2 separate regions of the Gasterosteus aculeatus genome follow, and region 2 is linked to region 1. Evidence: chromatin contacts called from public Hi-C data. All regions are on one chromosome and are shown on one strand. The core of a region is the stretch at or near the end of the contact, and the rest is flanking DNA. Distances in the headings are between cores, read along the strand shown. Region 1 has its middle 60 kb from the start of spry1. Region 2 has its middle 13 kb from the start of LOC120817039.

What was found. A called contact is a pair of places that touch in the nucleus more often than the background predicts.
Region 2: a Hi-C map of tail fin shows a contact between it and region 1, with 4 times the contacts expected there. The contact joins two enhancer-like sites. A contact is called at or near these places in 3 of 6 Hi-C or Micro-C datasets (skeletal muscle, tail fin and whole body).

The regions. Positions count from the first base shown.
Region 1 is chr4:3,526,051-3,533,598 of fGasAcu3.hap1.1, reverse strand. No RefSeq gene overlaps it. Among protein-coding and RNA genes, the nearest start is that of spry1, 60 kb to the right of the region's middle. Within about 2 kb of position 3,033, at least 1 of the 9 cell types and tissues checked has open chromatin away from gene starts, as enhancers often do.
Region 2 is chr4:3,846,657-3,853,781 of fGasAcu3.hap1.1, reverse strand. No RefSeq gene overlaps it. Among protein-coding and RNA genes, the nearest start is that of LOC120817039, 13 kb to the left of the region's middle. Within about 2 kb of position 3,266, at least 1 of the 9 cell types and tissues checked has open chromatin away from gene starts, as enhancers often do.

The sequences.
Region 1 (7,548 bases), core at 1,784-4,283:
ACACGTTTGAAAAACAATTTGTGCTTTTAGAGATTGAAAGAACGTTTTCTCATGTGGTGTAACGAAACGCGAACACGCATCATCAGCTTAAGTAAAAGCTGAGCTCCTCTTGGCACAGTTGGACCGTTCTGTCTGACACATGAGAGAAATACGGGATATGTAATAACGCAGAAAAGGCCTCTGCACCTCGGAGCATTGTTCTCTTTTCAACCCTGGACATCAAAGCCCGGCGCTTCGACAGGAGATGCGTTTTCCTTCCTTCAGCTGTGTTATCGTTCATGATCGATATCAAACAGACACACGGCGTAAATCAAACACCAGCGGGCCCGAATCTCTTTCAAGTACCAACAATCTCCGCCTTTCTGAAACAATACACATCTCTGGCAGTCGGTCTGTTTGCCAAGAGCAAGGAAGTCAGGAAGTATTGGCCAAACATACCCCTTCTGTAAATAGATGGGACACACACACACACACATAAAATACGGACACAAAACACAACCAGCTGCACACACACACACACAGATGGAGTCACTTTTGTCCACGTGCACCGGCAGGCAGCGCGTTTTCTCCCCAGAAAGCGTCGCACAAACGCAAGTGAGCTCGTCGTGCAAAAAAGCGTGCTGCCATTCACTCGTATTCACGCAGGAACCCGGTACAAAGCCAACAGCTCACACAGGAGGGAGGTCTGAAGTGCCCCCCAACGGGGATTCTGTCAGACTACGAGCTGAGAAGGAGGGGGGGGGGGGGCGGTCTGCAGGGGTTCACCACACTTCTGACTTGTATGGATACACATTTTTCTCAAGTTCATTTGAGCTTTTAAACGGCAACGTCGGTTTTCCTTGTGAGGCTTTTGCACGTTTGGTTTTTTAGACAATTTAGTTTTTATGAACAAGAAAAGTGTTACTTTACAAAGAGAGAAATTAGTCTAATTTATAGAATGGTGGGTTTTAATAACTTAAGTTGATACCATCAGTTTACCCAAATTTAGTATATTGAACTGATGTATGAAGCAATCTGTTCTACACGAACAAAAAGGAGTACACATAAATAATAAGGAATCATAAAGGAGACATAACCTGTTTCAAACAGGAATATTATTGCATAAAAGTTACTGACTTTATAAACAAACTAAATGAATCCACATAAATCAACTTATTATCTTTTTTCAGAGCTTCCCCTGGTCTTCATTGGTGGATGGAGTTGGTTACCATGGAGACTGTGGAGATCCACTCGATACAACAGAAGGTACCATGTTTCCCTCTAACACGTGGTGGAGAAGCTTGATCCACAGCTTTTAATAGGAGTAATTATCAGGGAGACATCTTCCGTTCCAAATGGACGCGCCTCTCGTCCCCTGTCGTCTCCTGCAGGACGCGAGGCCACACAGAGCGTCCTCCTCCGTGCCTCCATCATTGTGACTTCTTTCCTCGTATTGTAAACTCGCCCTGCGGCGTCCCAGCAGAAGAGAACGCCGCGGTGGGCTTTTCCCAGCAAAAAGGAAACGCTGTTTTCCGCAGGAAACGCCGTTTCTCCCGGGTCTTTTCAAGGACGTGGGGGGGTTTGTTTGCTTCCATGGAGTTCTCTCAGATAAGCTCAAATAGTCTGTTTTTTTTTTGATCTTCACATCCCTGCGGGGTCACAACGCTGCTCCACACGCCGTCCCCGCTGTCCCCGCCGTCCCCTACCGCCGCCATGTTTGTTTGTTTTCTGACGCTTTTGTTACTCGTGGAGGAGGGAAAACTTCTACAAAAGTTTGTTTGAGAGAGTCGGCTCTTATCTGTGGTGCTCCTGAGGGCAGGAAGTGAGGAGCCGGGGGGTGAAGAAAAGAAAGCTGCTGCTAATGTAATATAATAGACATCCCAAAAAGTGCAGGAGGTTGTGGAGTCTGCAGGAGAGGTTAGATCAGGAGGAAGTGAGGTTTCCCTCTGGGATTCAACGGGAAAACACGGGCAAAACTAAACCTGAGTCATGCAGGAAATATAAAAATACGTTGATTTACTCCTTTAGAGGGAAGTTGAAGGTCGTGGTGCGTTCAGGTGTTAAGTAGCTGTCCCTGCTGGTTTGTCTAGGCTACTATTAGATATCGGCCTTTGAATTTCACACATAAGTAGCCAATGAGTAAAAAAACACCACCCCACTCTTTGTGTCACTTGTTAATAATTCACTTTTCTTCACTCCCAACATGGTTCAGAGTGCCGTAAAAGGTGGGAGAACATCAAACTAAGCTACCTATTTTCTTGTAGTATTTTGTGCTAAGCTAATGAGCCGCCATGACACGAGAGCGCTTTCAATCTCCTCATCCAGCTGCAAGAAAGAGAATAAACACGTTCCCTGTATTCGGCTTGAGCGCGCTGGAGCTCCTCCACCTGCAGTCCGCGCACAGCTTCTCCTGAACAGAAGGTGTGCGCGTGTCCTCCGGCCGCCTCTGATCGATGGTGACAGCTCTAATCCAGTGTCGATCCCCAGCAGTCCGCCGCTAACCCCCCGCCGCCGCCGCCACATCAGCACCCCCGCTCCGGCTGCACTGCAGCGCCGCCTTCACTTTTCAACCCTCTGCTTTGTTCGTTCCTCTTCGCCGTGAATCTCGGCTCTCACGTGGGGTCACCGTCAACCCCCCTCTCTCGAACCCGGTAACCCGTGTACGAACCTGTGTTTTTTCCTTGTTCAGGTTAGGGTTTGTGAACGTTACCATTTCCATTTTGAGCATCGAGGCCTCATTTTAGCTGGCCGGTGAAACACTGCGTCACGCATTTAGTTTAGTTCATGGTGAGACATGTCTGGCGGTTTGCCACGTGTGACAATTTGTATTCCATTTTTCTGCAAAAGGCAACTCACCACACAAGACAAGTGCTTGTTTGAAAAGCAGCATAAAAAAAACATGGCACTGGCGCAGGAAAAATAAGAAGTTGTTTGCCTAACCACAATTTCTATTCCACCACAATGGCAATTACGCCAATTTGTTACATGACTAGAAGCAGCGACGCAAAGTATTTCCTCCCTCTCTGCTCGCAAATAATTACGCTCTGAGTCACCGCGATGGAGTGTGTGCGAGCAGCCGGCCGAGCTGCTGTTGTGCAGTTGAGTAGTTGTGTGCTTTGTTCGTGTGTCGTTTTTCCCTTGTGGCCTCTTATAATTGACTTTTAATCCCCAAAAAATCTGATTAGATGCAATGTTGAATGTGATCTGCTGGATGTTTAAAAAGGCCCCTTGTGACGCTCGTGATGTTCAAAGCTTCTTCTGCTGCCCCCAAGTGGCCAAAAAACAAACACTTCTACTTTGTTGTTCATCTTTAGACGATGCTGTATTGCTCGTTATAAGCTTAATACTTGCACTGGTTTCTTATGTAAAATAAGCTACTCGGTAACCGAAGCGATAGAGGGGGGCGATAAACGCCATAAACGTGTGATTAAAATCCAGCCCTGTGAGGCGGCTGCACGCTCGCACCTCTTTGTAGCGCAGACGTTCTCTCAGTTGTCACCGACGAACACGTTGAAGCCGTTTTGAAAAATGGTTTTGGCAGCTTCCTGCTAGCGTTTCTGGCCATTAGAAGAGGAGCATCTGGGAAATGAGATCACTGTGCTCTCGCCCGCGTATCCCTGTCACCCTTCCAGCGCTCAACATATGGCTTTTGTGAGCACATTTTAAAGAAGACTTTGCCAAAGCAGAATCAAGTTGTGCAGACATTCCCATGTGTGGGAGCGCTGAGTTTGTTTGATTCCACCTCTCTTTGCACAGGTATGTTCACCACTAACTCTTTCTTTGGGAGACATCACATACTACATGGAAGCCACTGAGCCACCGTTTGGACGTTGCGGCCTCTGAATGGTTGAGGGTAAATGTGAGGAGGCGTTTCATTGGTGACGGTAATTGATTTTGACATTTTGGAAATCAAGTTTTGATTCAAATCAGTAGTAGATCAGTAGAATACGCTCCAACTCTGATACTTCCACCCTTTGCTCTGACAGATCATTTCTCCGGAGTAACTAAAAGATGCAGCTTAGTTTATCAGGTTTGAGGTTTTTCATATCCTGAACCATAGCACTAAAACAATATTCAAACTGCAAGCTAATTATCACAATCCAATTAAAACAATAGTCTGCAATTATAGTATTTGCAAATAATCAATCAGGTTAAATGCTGAAATCCATCAGCTGTATTTTCTTACAATCCCCTTCTACCAACCAAACATGGTGTTCTGATATTCAGTAATGCTAAAAGGTCGACGCTAACAGGTCGATGCTAAGACGGGGCTAAAAGCCAGATACGCAAACAAATGATGCTATAAGCTCACAGAATTTCATTTTGTAATAAACCACTAAAATAAAATGACACACGTGAAGAGGCTTAACTTTTGCTTTGCTCTAATAAATCCATAAATCAGAACCAAAGAGAACTTCCTGAAGATCCTGAGTGCAGGTGTGCGGCCCGTGTGTGTCTTTCCATGTAGCGGCTGGCTAATCAAGTAGATCGTCATTTTCTGCCGGTCAGAGGGGCGAGACCTAGTGCGTCCCGAAGCGTCCCGGAGCGTCCCGAAGCGTCCCGCGGCCCAAAGGAGGAGGGGGGGGCTGCTGGGAGCTCCGCGGCCGTCGGGAATCATTGTTACGGTTCAAAGCGGGTGCCGAAGCCAAACCTCAAACAAGGACTGAAAAGGACAGCGGGGGTGGGGAGGGGGGGGGGGGGTGGGGGGGTGAGTATGTTGGGCGGCTGTCATGGTCATTATCCTGTTGGCTCTAACCCCCCCCCCCCCCTCAAACACACCCATGTACCAACCATTCAAACACATCTGCAGCGAGCCCACCCAGTCCTCGCCTTAGCTTTTTGAAGCAGAATTTGGAAACAAAGCATGTGCACCATGCCAACTTTTTAGGTGGGGGGGGGGGGGGGGGGGTTCTATTTGTGGAGGGTGAAAGAAAAAAAAAGTGAAAAAAGTGGCAACGGGGAGGGCGAGAGCGAGGTGGTGGATTAAAAGGTGAGAGAGAAAAGCGTATCGAGGCTCTTTAATTCAAGAAATCGTCGACCCCCCCCCCTCCCTCTGCCGAGAGCGATACTTCATGAAACACACAGACAACGGCTCAGCGGAAGAAGTCACCCTTAATTCTCCTTTTGATCACCCAGGAGCCTTTGTGTCCCCGGGCTCTTTACACATTCTTTCCTTTTTGTGCCGATGCTCTAAGTTGGGAATGATTAGTGTCTGTGGATAAATCCCCTTATTTCTTTCTCCCTCTTCAGGGACGCTGCTTCTCGGCCCGCCGGCTTAACGCCCCCCTCGCAGAGGATCCAGGTTACTTTTGATGCTTCATGCCTTTCCCCTTTTATCAATCACTGATCATTTGTCGACTTGCTTAATCCTATTACTTGAACTTGAGGAGATTTTGAGATTTAAAAAAAAAAAAGATTTTCTTCAAAACACATTTCTATATCAACAGGAGGAAAAGGGGAGGGGAATTTATTGTGTAATTGGTTGTATGTCACCGCTTAGAAGATTTTCAGCCCTGATGCACCTATGGAGGGAACACATTGTTAATCATTATTGTCAGTTATTTCACTTTTACAAATTTACAGAATTAGCTTTTTTTCAATGATCGGCCCCCAGAGGAGAACTTACAGCAGCGTGCATCTCCCGACATTTTATATATATATATATATATATATTACACAACTGTGAGGTGTGAGAAGTAAACACAGACCAAAAAGGTTTGGAGGCGAAGTGGAGAATTGTAGGAGAGCTTGGCTTGAAATTTCTCCTCACGTGAGCATCAGTAGAGTCCCGAGTTATTCACCTTCACAGCTGTGAGTTACAGTTATTTGCGCTGCTTCAGGTGTTCACGGCTTCCACAATCTGTCGGGTACGGTCATGTGATGCCGCGTAGGACGACGCGCGTCCACCGTCTCCACCTCCCGCGGATGGCGAGGGCGTCAGCAGGAGGAAATCAGACAGCAGATCTTTGCATTCAGAAGAACCTGAGCAGCAAATCAGCATATTGTTCACCATCAGCGTATTGACCCCGATGCTCTAAAGATAGACGACAAGCGCACACACTGTGTGTGAGTGTGTGTGTGTGTGTGTGTGTGTGTGTGTGTGTGTGTGTGTGTGTGTGTGTGTGTGTGCTCACACCAGCTCTACTGCTTCCTCCTCCTTTATCTACGCCGGCTCCTCGGCGAGGTGGAGATAACCCGCCCGGCTCGGGCTGCTTTGATGCTTTTCCCTTTCTGACAGCACCAAACAAGGCGAAGGGGAAACCCACATGTTGTGCCCCCCCCGAGGGCCTTCCGTCTCCAAACTTATCTTCAGCTGTGTGATGTGGGACCATCGCTGAGATCAAATCGTTCACTAACGCCCTTTTGTTCCCAGAGCGCGGCTGGAGGAATCAACCGCTGCGGCTCGTTGGAGAAAGACGCCCTCGTTGTGTTGATAAGGATTGAGGAATGATGCAAAGCACGGACGCACAAGTGGCAACTGTGGGACAACGCACGGCTGGGGGGGGGGGGGGGGGGGCAATCCACGGGTGTAAGTGGAGCGATTATCCATTGGCTTTGTTTGGATCTCACCACTTGGCTGTTGCATAATAGAAAGTTCATGGGACACACACACACACACACACACACACACACACACAGACACACGCATGCCAAAGCGTGTGCAGGCCTGCGCTCTGAGTGCTATCGAGTTCATGTCGAAAACGCCATCGACAGGGAGGAGGATCCACGGGGGCCTCGGTTTAGAAGATGAAGGAATCCTTTGCTGTAGTTCCAAGGATGAGAAAACATCAAAATGAAGGCGTCGAAAAAAGGGATAAATGATAATAAATAAATAATAAAGTGTGTGTGGTGACACGAGTGACAAACTTTTCCAAGAATAAGAACGTCAGTCATTGGCTTTCTCACAATTTATACGTGATTATGTTTTGGAAGTTGTACATTATATTGTGTGTATTGTATTCATGAGACCATATTTGTTGTTTCTTTTAGCTGGGATGATATTCAACAACCCAGTTTGTTAATGTCATCGGGGGAAAAAACTATGGAGCACATGGAGGGTGGATTTATTATGAGGAGTAAAGTTTGATAATATTTCATATAATACAATTAAGAATATATATATTATGCATAGAAAAACAGATTTTTCCGTCGTCTGCGAAATGAGTCACAATTATACCAGAAAAAAACCTATTCGCTATTCATCAATCATTCATTTATTACTCTGTGTTGATATTTATAAAACTACACAGAAAGAATGTGAAAGTCTTGAGTCCAACACCAATTTAAGGCTAATCCAAATTTTTTGTTTGTGAGTGATCTGAGAGAATATCCCATATTCGTGTAGTAAATGTAGTACTTTGATCTGCAGGAGCATTCAAACAGTATCTGTATCTGTTATGGAGGCGCTTCAGAGTACTCGGGTTACAGTTCTTCATTTTCTGATTGTTCCTTGATTTAAAACCTCAACGACCACAAACGACCGTTTGGCCGTGAGTCTAATGAGATAAAACCCTGCCAGTCAAATCCTCAGCGGACACAGGAGGCCTGTGCGTGGACAGAGAGACAGAC
Region 2 (7,125 bases), core at 2,017-4,516, 320 kb before region 1:
GGAGACTTTTGTCTGTGCACTTGCTTGTGCAAACACAGATTATGTGGTACAAGTATGTACTGTACGCAGCTGGTGTGGATCATAAATAACACCACATGGAGTCTGGAAAAAGTTCAATTATTGTGAATAGAAAGCGTTCATTAAACATTTACGAGAGCCCGAGTTCACTCGGGGAAATTCATACATTCATCTGTCTGCTCTCGCAAAAACAAACGGCGGGATGTTCGGCGCGTAGCTGTTTGCGGTTTTTCGGAGCTTAAAACCGACAGGCAAAATGTTTGTGAAACGCGGAGTCACGTCTCGTTCTCTCTCCACGTGGAGATCGGACCTCCACCCGGCGGAGTTAAGGGTTGTTTACCGCCGCGTCCTCTGTGTGTACCGCTGTTTGGTTTCATCGGATTGATTAGCGGGGCTCGCGTGCTAATGCGAAACAGAGCGGGATGATGCATGTGGGTTTCTTTGGGGGGAGGGAGGGGGAGTTGGTGTCTTTCTCTCTTGACACTGTTTGGATGCGCATGTAAATGTTTAACGGTGGCGTGAGTAAACACACGGCAGGGCGAGGTGTCGGGGGGGGGGGGGGTTCGAGAGGAGCCCGCGCTGCGTGACACGAGCACGAAGCCGCGCGTAAACACGGAGCTTTTCTCCCCCCCGAAGACACGCTGACATCACGCGTGGAGGAATCCTCCCGCGTAAACAAACTCGATCAACAATACAACTGGAAAACTCTCCAACGCGCGGGTGAGGGCGCTCAGGTTTGGCCCGACAGACCAGGTGACATGAATCCCGAAAGTTGATTAAACCAACAACGCAACAAGACGGAAAGGCGTCAGTCCATTCAGCCAACATCGTACCGTGGCCGTCGCCACGTCGGTGGTCTTTGTGGCCCCCGGTGGAGCATCTGCTGGAAGAATCGACGCAGCCGGGCAGGAAAAAACAGCGCGCCATGTGTCTGTTTCATTTTTCAAAGTGACCACATGCCGCAGTTGGAATCAACAGCATGCGTGTTGTTGTTTTTGTCCTCCACTTTCTACTCTCGTCTCCTCGTCTCGTTGTAGTCTCCAGTGTGTTTATGGGAGGCGGCGGACGAGGCGGCGACCGGCCTTCGCACACCATGCAAAACGGGGATGTCGTCAACAAGTAGCTGGGTGTAAAAGGCATATTTGTAAAAGACGACGCGCCGCAGGTCTGCCAGGTTTTTTTTCCCGGCGCCACTTTGTGTTGCCGCGCGGAATTATTCCTCAACAGCCTGATGGGCAGAAATTCAGCTGATCTCTGCGGAGCCGAACGGCTTGCAGCGCTTCCCTACGCGGGAGACCTCCTCCACCACCACATCCTCAGCCGCTCTCTGCTCCCTGGCTCGACGCCTTCCCTTTCGTACACATTCAACGGGCTGTCAGCAGACAGAAAATGATTGATGACAGTTGCAGCACCATCTGAGTGGACTTGTTCCTCCATCCAAGCGAGAGCCGGTGGGAGATTTTGTTCCCCCGGCGAGGTCAAGTTGGCCGGTTGTCACTTCTTGAAGCAGCGTTTATGGGTTTTGGACTTTATTTAAGGTAAAAGTTGTGGTTAAGCACGCAGGGCTGGAAGGAAATCGCTCTGAGGTTTGGGGAATAAATGGAAGGCGATGTAGGTCCTTCCAACTGAAGTAATGCAAACATGTGCGTAGCCGTTTCCTCGCTTGACATTGGCAAGATGTTGACCCACCATTGACCCCTGGTTGGCATGTGGCCGCAGCTTGTTTTACAGCCCGTGGGGGGCGAACGAGGGCCGACTGTGTGTGTGTGTGTGTGGCGGCGGCGGCGTCCGGACCATCGAGAGCACAGGTGAAGCACAGCGGCGAGGCCGTTCCAGAGGAAAAAGCCTCCCTTCCCCGTCGTATGAAGCCTAATATCAATGATCTGGAAGACAGATGTGCTTTACGTCGAGGACTAACTCTTTCCACTCGATGGAGTGTTTACACTGGCAGAGCATTTTGACTGATATTATGGTGGCAGTTCCTCATTCTTATTACATTGTCAATACTGCCTGTGGTCTAAATTTTGATAAATTGCTCTGGAGGAGAGATTTCCAGGCGGACGGAGCCGGAAGCTGCAGCTTGAATTTGTTTTTCGGCTATTGGATTGTATTTTTTTATGATGTCACCACGTGAAGAGACGAGGTAGATGAAGGCAGGTTCCCTTTAAACTCAGAGACTAACTATAAATATAAGCTACAACTACACAATTACAGTTTACAACAACTCTAATCTCTGCTTGTAGTATTGCAGCATTTGCTCTACTCTGCCCTCCCGTGACGTCCAAAGGTCTATAAATGATGGGAAATGGTGTTTGTTAAAAACACAAACATAAATAATACTGTTGAGAATATTGAATGTCATTAGCCTGCAAATTTCTTTGATTTTTTTTACTGGAATTTGCTGGAATCGATATTATAAGTCCTGTTTTCACTTTGACTGTTTATACTGTAATTATGGAAAGCACGAAGGCTGGGAAACCAGCATTCTGAAGGCAAAACCCAAAACTAATAATCAACATGTTTAATCTCCACCACAAAACCACAACTAGTCCTTTTTTACATTTCGTTTGAAACAAAAAATGTTAAGTAGTGAGTTTTGAGAAGAGCTACAAGGTGGATTATGCTGCTCTTAGGCAAAGCCAGACCAGAGTTGTTGCTTTTTGAATGGATGGAAGCCATGAGAGGCCTAGTCCGGGGGCTTTTGTTGCTCATGTCCCTTCCTGCACCCTCAGATCCTTGGATGCGTCCTCCATGTGTACTTTACAAACATGAGCACGGCTCACGGACACATAATAATAATTATTATAACAATAAAGAGGTTGAAAAGAGCCACATCATTGGCTCAGACTTTGTCTCTTTCTAACTGTTGGTTTCTAACCGGCGAGGTATCAGGCCGAGCTGCTGGCACCAATTTGGTGTGCAGGTTGTAAACATTTCTTCCTCGGGTCCTGGCAGCGACATCTGCAATCGATTTTCTCCCAGACCTGAAATGCCTCTTGTGTGCCAGGCCAAGATTCTTTTTTATGTCTTTGCTCTTTCTTCTCTTTTCTTTAAATCAGTTGTTTCTTCAGACATCCATCTATTCTTTTTGGCAGCTTAAACCAACTGTGGAGATGCAAGTGAAGGATCCTGGGACGAAAGTCAAAGGTTTTTTTTTTTTGCTGTCAGATTAACAGTAGGTTAGACGAGATGTCTTCCTTTGCCTGTTTTTTGGCCACTAGGACCTCAGCTGAGCCGCAGCAGCCCGGCTCCTGGCGGGCTTACGTCACGTTGTGTGGGGAAGAATTATCGTCAGCCCTCCTCATATCGTGACGCTCTTCCTCGGCACGTGACGCCCCCCCCCCCTCCCGATGAAAGCTCTGGTGGAGCCCGGCATTAAAAGGCTCAGGCGAGCTCAGTCCCGGCCTCCCGCTTCTACACATGTCATGGGCGAGAAGAAGGAATCCGAGTTGAGCAGCAGAGCAAATTGAGAGCAAATGGAAAAGACTTGCCACGCGACGAGGGCGGCCATGTTGGGCCCAATCTGAGACCAGCTGCACATTCCAATACCCGCCATTTATTATGCCACAGGAAGGCAGGGTGTCCTGATGATAGCGTGTCGAATGCAGAATGCCCAAATGCCAGGATGTCCGGTTCCACGCTGCAGTATGGAATCCCCCATTCTGACCCACAATGCTGTGCGCTATGAGCCAGAGGGTCAAAGTTCAGAAGCCACGTTATGACGAAGTAGTACGTCCCAAACCGCGTATATGTTTTATTAAACTGAATATTGCTACAACTCTCCAGATCCAATCTTGCTGTAATAAAAGCCCTGGACATAAACACTAACTCATAGGGGGACTCAAATTGACTATTTCAGTAAACGTAAACTCAATAGCATAGCCTTCTTGACATTTTAAATTCATGTTATGAGCATACTGAAGCTCAGTATTAATGCTTAATGCCGCAACACATTCACAGTCCAGGTGCCGTCAACTCAAACCATCCTGACGTACTTTTAACTCCACACCAAAGCTCAGAGGTCTACGTCCGTGTTTGTCTTCCACTCCGTCATCGGACTGCGCTCTGCGTCCTCTGCAGGCCCGGATGTCTCAGGTATCTCTGCAGGAACAAGCCGGCCACTGGAGGTCCCTCTTGCACCACGCATTGCCGGATCATTGAAGGCCCGTTGAACGTGCCTCAAATGTGTCTTCAATTAGCGGGCTGCAGTCAATACCATCCTCTGACTTGGAATGTCAGCCGAGATGGAGATGACCTTCTTGGTTTTATCTTTTATTTGCCCGTAAAAAACAACCCCATCAAGGGACGGCTCTGCAATGCACACATTTCTTAAAAGCAAAAAGGAAAACTTTTCACCTCGGTGTCGATGTGAGTCGCGTTGAACCGATAGAAGTATGTTCTGTTCCCGCATGTGACGTCCCCCTTTTCAGTGTAATGAAAGGGTAAGATGAGAAGATGCACATGGCGGAGGTTCTTCAGCAGCGGGGCGCACGGATGAAACGCATGCATACGTTACGGTTCCACCCGGAGCGGCTTTGAAAGCTGTTACGGTTATAATGTCCCGATATTGAATATCCGTGAATTTGATGAATGCATAAAAAAGACAGATTCAGTGTTTTCCCTGGAATTCTGTTTAAAGCGCTGTGGGAAAGTCTTCGACCAAAACGTTCCTTTGAAATACAGACAAACAAGAATATTTCAGTTCTCTGAACCTTTTGTAGAGCTGTAAAAACCCACCAAACATACAAACCTCACACATTTCAAACGTTACGTATCTAATTCATGGAGCGCTGAGGTGATTTTGTTAGTGGGTATGCGGGAGCTGCATTGAGAGGACGTGGCCTGAACATGCAGAACATTATCCTCAGATTGCTCAAATTACGGAGGGGAATAACGCCACTAAACATGATACAATTTAGATGCATCTTAGTGTCAACAAGCAAATAGAACCAGAATCCGACCATATGACACGCACCCCCCCCCCCCCCATCTCACATTTTTGGCCCCTGGTCCGATTGGTCGACTCAGCTGGTGTGATCCCCTTAGAAGATGATCTCCAGTACAAAGTATTTCAAGATTCCATTCTCAAAGACGATGCCCAAATTAGTCATATGATGTCGGAATTGTGGTGTTGACAAATAATTAGTGACAAATAAAGTGTGTTAGTGTCTGCGGTAGTGTGGCGCGACTAGCATCCTTTTACATATAGTCACACATGTAGGCAGGGATTCACTCAGACACTCAGAAACATGTACCGAGAACATGTACATGTATGCACACACACACACACACACACACACACCCACCCACACACACACACACACACACACACACACACGATCACGCTGCCTTAACTCCCATGTAATATTATTGTAGGGTTTCCCACCTGTCTGCAGCTATCGGCAGGATCTTCCAGCTATGGATACCTCCCACCTACTGTGTCTGCAATGTTAACACACACACACACACACACACACACACACACACACACAGTAGTGTCCTCCACAGTAGGAGAGGGCCATAGACCGCAGGAATGCAGTCTGCCCTTCTGCCATAATTGGGTACGACAACAAACCTTAAAACATTCAGCAAACAATTATTGAAGACGAGAAGCCTCTAAGTTGTAACGTGGCCCCTTTTTGTGAAAAGAAAATAAAGAAATTAAATCTCCTGGAAACACGAAACTCGTTTTCTCTCCAAAATTGTTCCAGGTTTACTCTAAAAGTATGTTTGAATAAAGTGCAAATGTGTTGCGAGGCACGTCACCGTGTGTAAAATGGGCTGTTAATAAGGAAAACATGAATAGGTTTATGTTTATGCCGCATGCACGTTTTCTCAATCGACCCGCCGTTGACTTTGATTTCTCTTTAAAAAGTCGAGTCAAATAGTTGATTGACAGAAAGTTATTTGGAACAGCGGTGTGTGGATAAATGCTAATAAATAGAAAAATGTTGGCTTTTAAACGGTTGGACAAAAGAAGCAACTTGAGGATGAAGCCTTGGGAAAATTTTTTGATTGAATAATTCAATTATCAAAAAACTAGTTCAACTATTTGCCATTAATGAAAATATCCCTGACACGCCGCTCTACTGTGAAGCCATATGAAAGCTTCCGTTAGGGCCAAAAGAATTGAATAGCGTTTATTTTACACCAGAAATGCAATTCTGAAGACATTATATAAGGCTTGGCAAGTCTGCAGCAGACCTAATGACTGAAATGTGCCGGGCCTGCTGTTAATTAACTCGTATTATACAACCTGTGAATATTTTATTCATGACAAATGTGACAAACGTATTATCTCAGCTTCTAAATGTGAGGCAAATTGATTTTTTAGTAATCAAAGATTGACCTAAAAAAGACCTGTAAGAATTGCCTCATATCATCTGTTTCCATTCATGAAGATACGTTCAGATCTTACTGTTTTAAAATGTGTTTAATACTAGTTCAAACTGAGTTGACCAACTTAGGCTTAGGCCTAATGAGATGTTTGCTTGTTGTTGTTTATCGTCCTTTAACTGGAGGCCGCCGCCGCCTTTAAAAGCTCTAAATGTGGTATCTGTGGTTTTTCCACTTGGACAGGAATTGATTCGTGGGTGGAAACACTTGTGTACATTCTGCGGAATGTTTGCAGTCACACTTTTGGATTTGTGCGACGTCTGAAAATGTCCTCCATGGTACGTCGTTGCATTCTTCATTCTACCGTGGAGCAAAGAGCAAAAGCCCTCCGATGTAAATGAGAGAGAGAAAACGCGTGTGCGAAAAGCCTTCCGCGCGTACATGCGTGACTTTGTGTGCACTGGATCCTATTTGTGAGTACATCTGTACGCGAGTGTATATAAATATACGTTCAGCGTCTGTGCGAGGGTAAATCCTTCTCCACTTGCTCGCGGACGTCTGCCAAGCAGACAGGGTGACATGAGAATCAAACCATCTGCGTGCCCCCCCCCACAGCCAAGCAGCCAGTAACTTGCTTAGCTGTCTGGGAATGGAAAAGACGATCCCGGGACGTTCCAAGCGAGGTTGCAACCGCGACGCAAAAGAATGAGGGATGGGAGAAGAAAATGGGAGCGACGTAAGACGGGGCAGATGTGAGGCGGTGCTCCATCT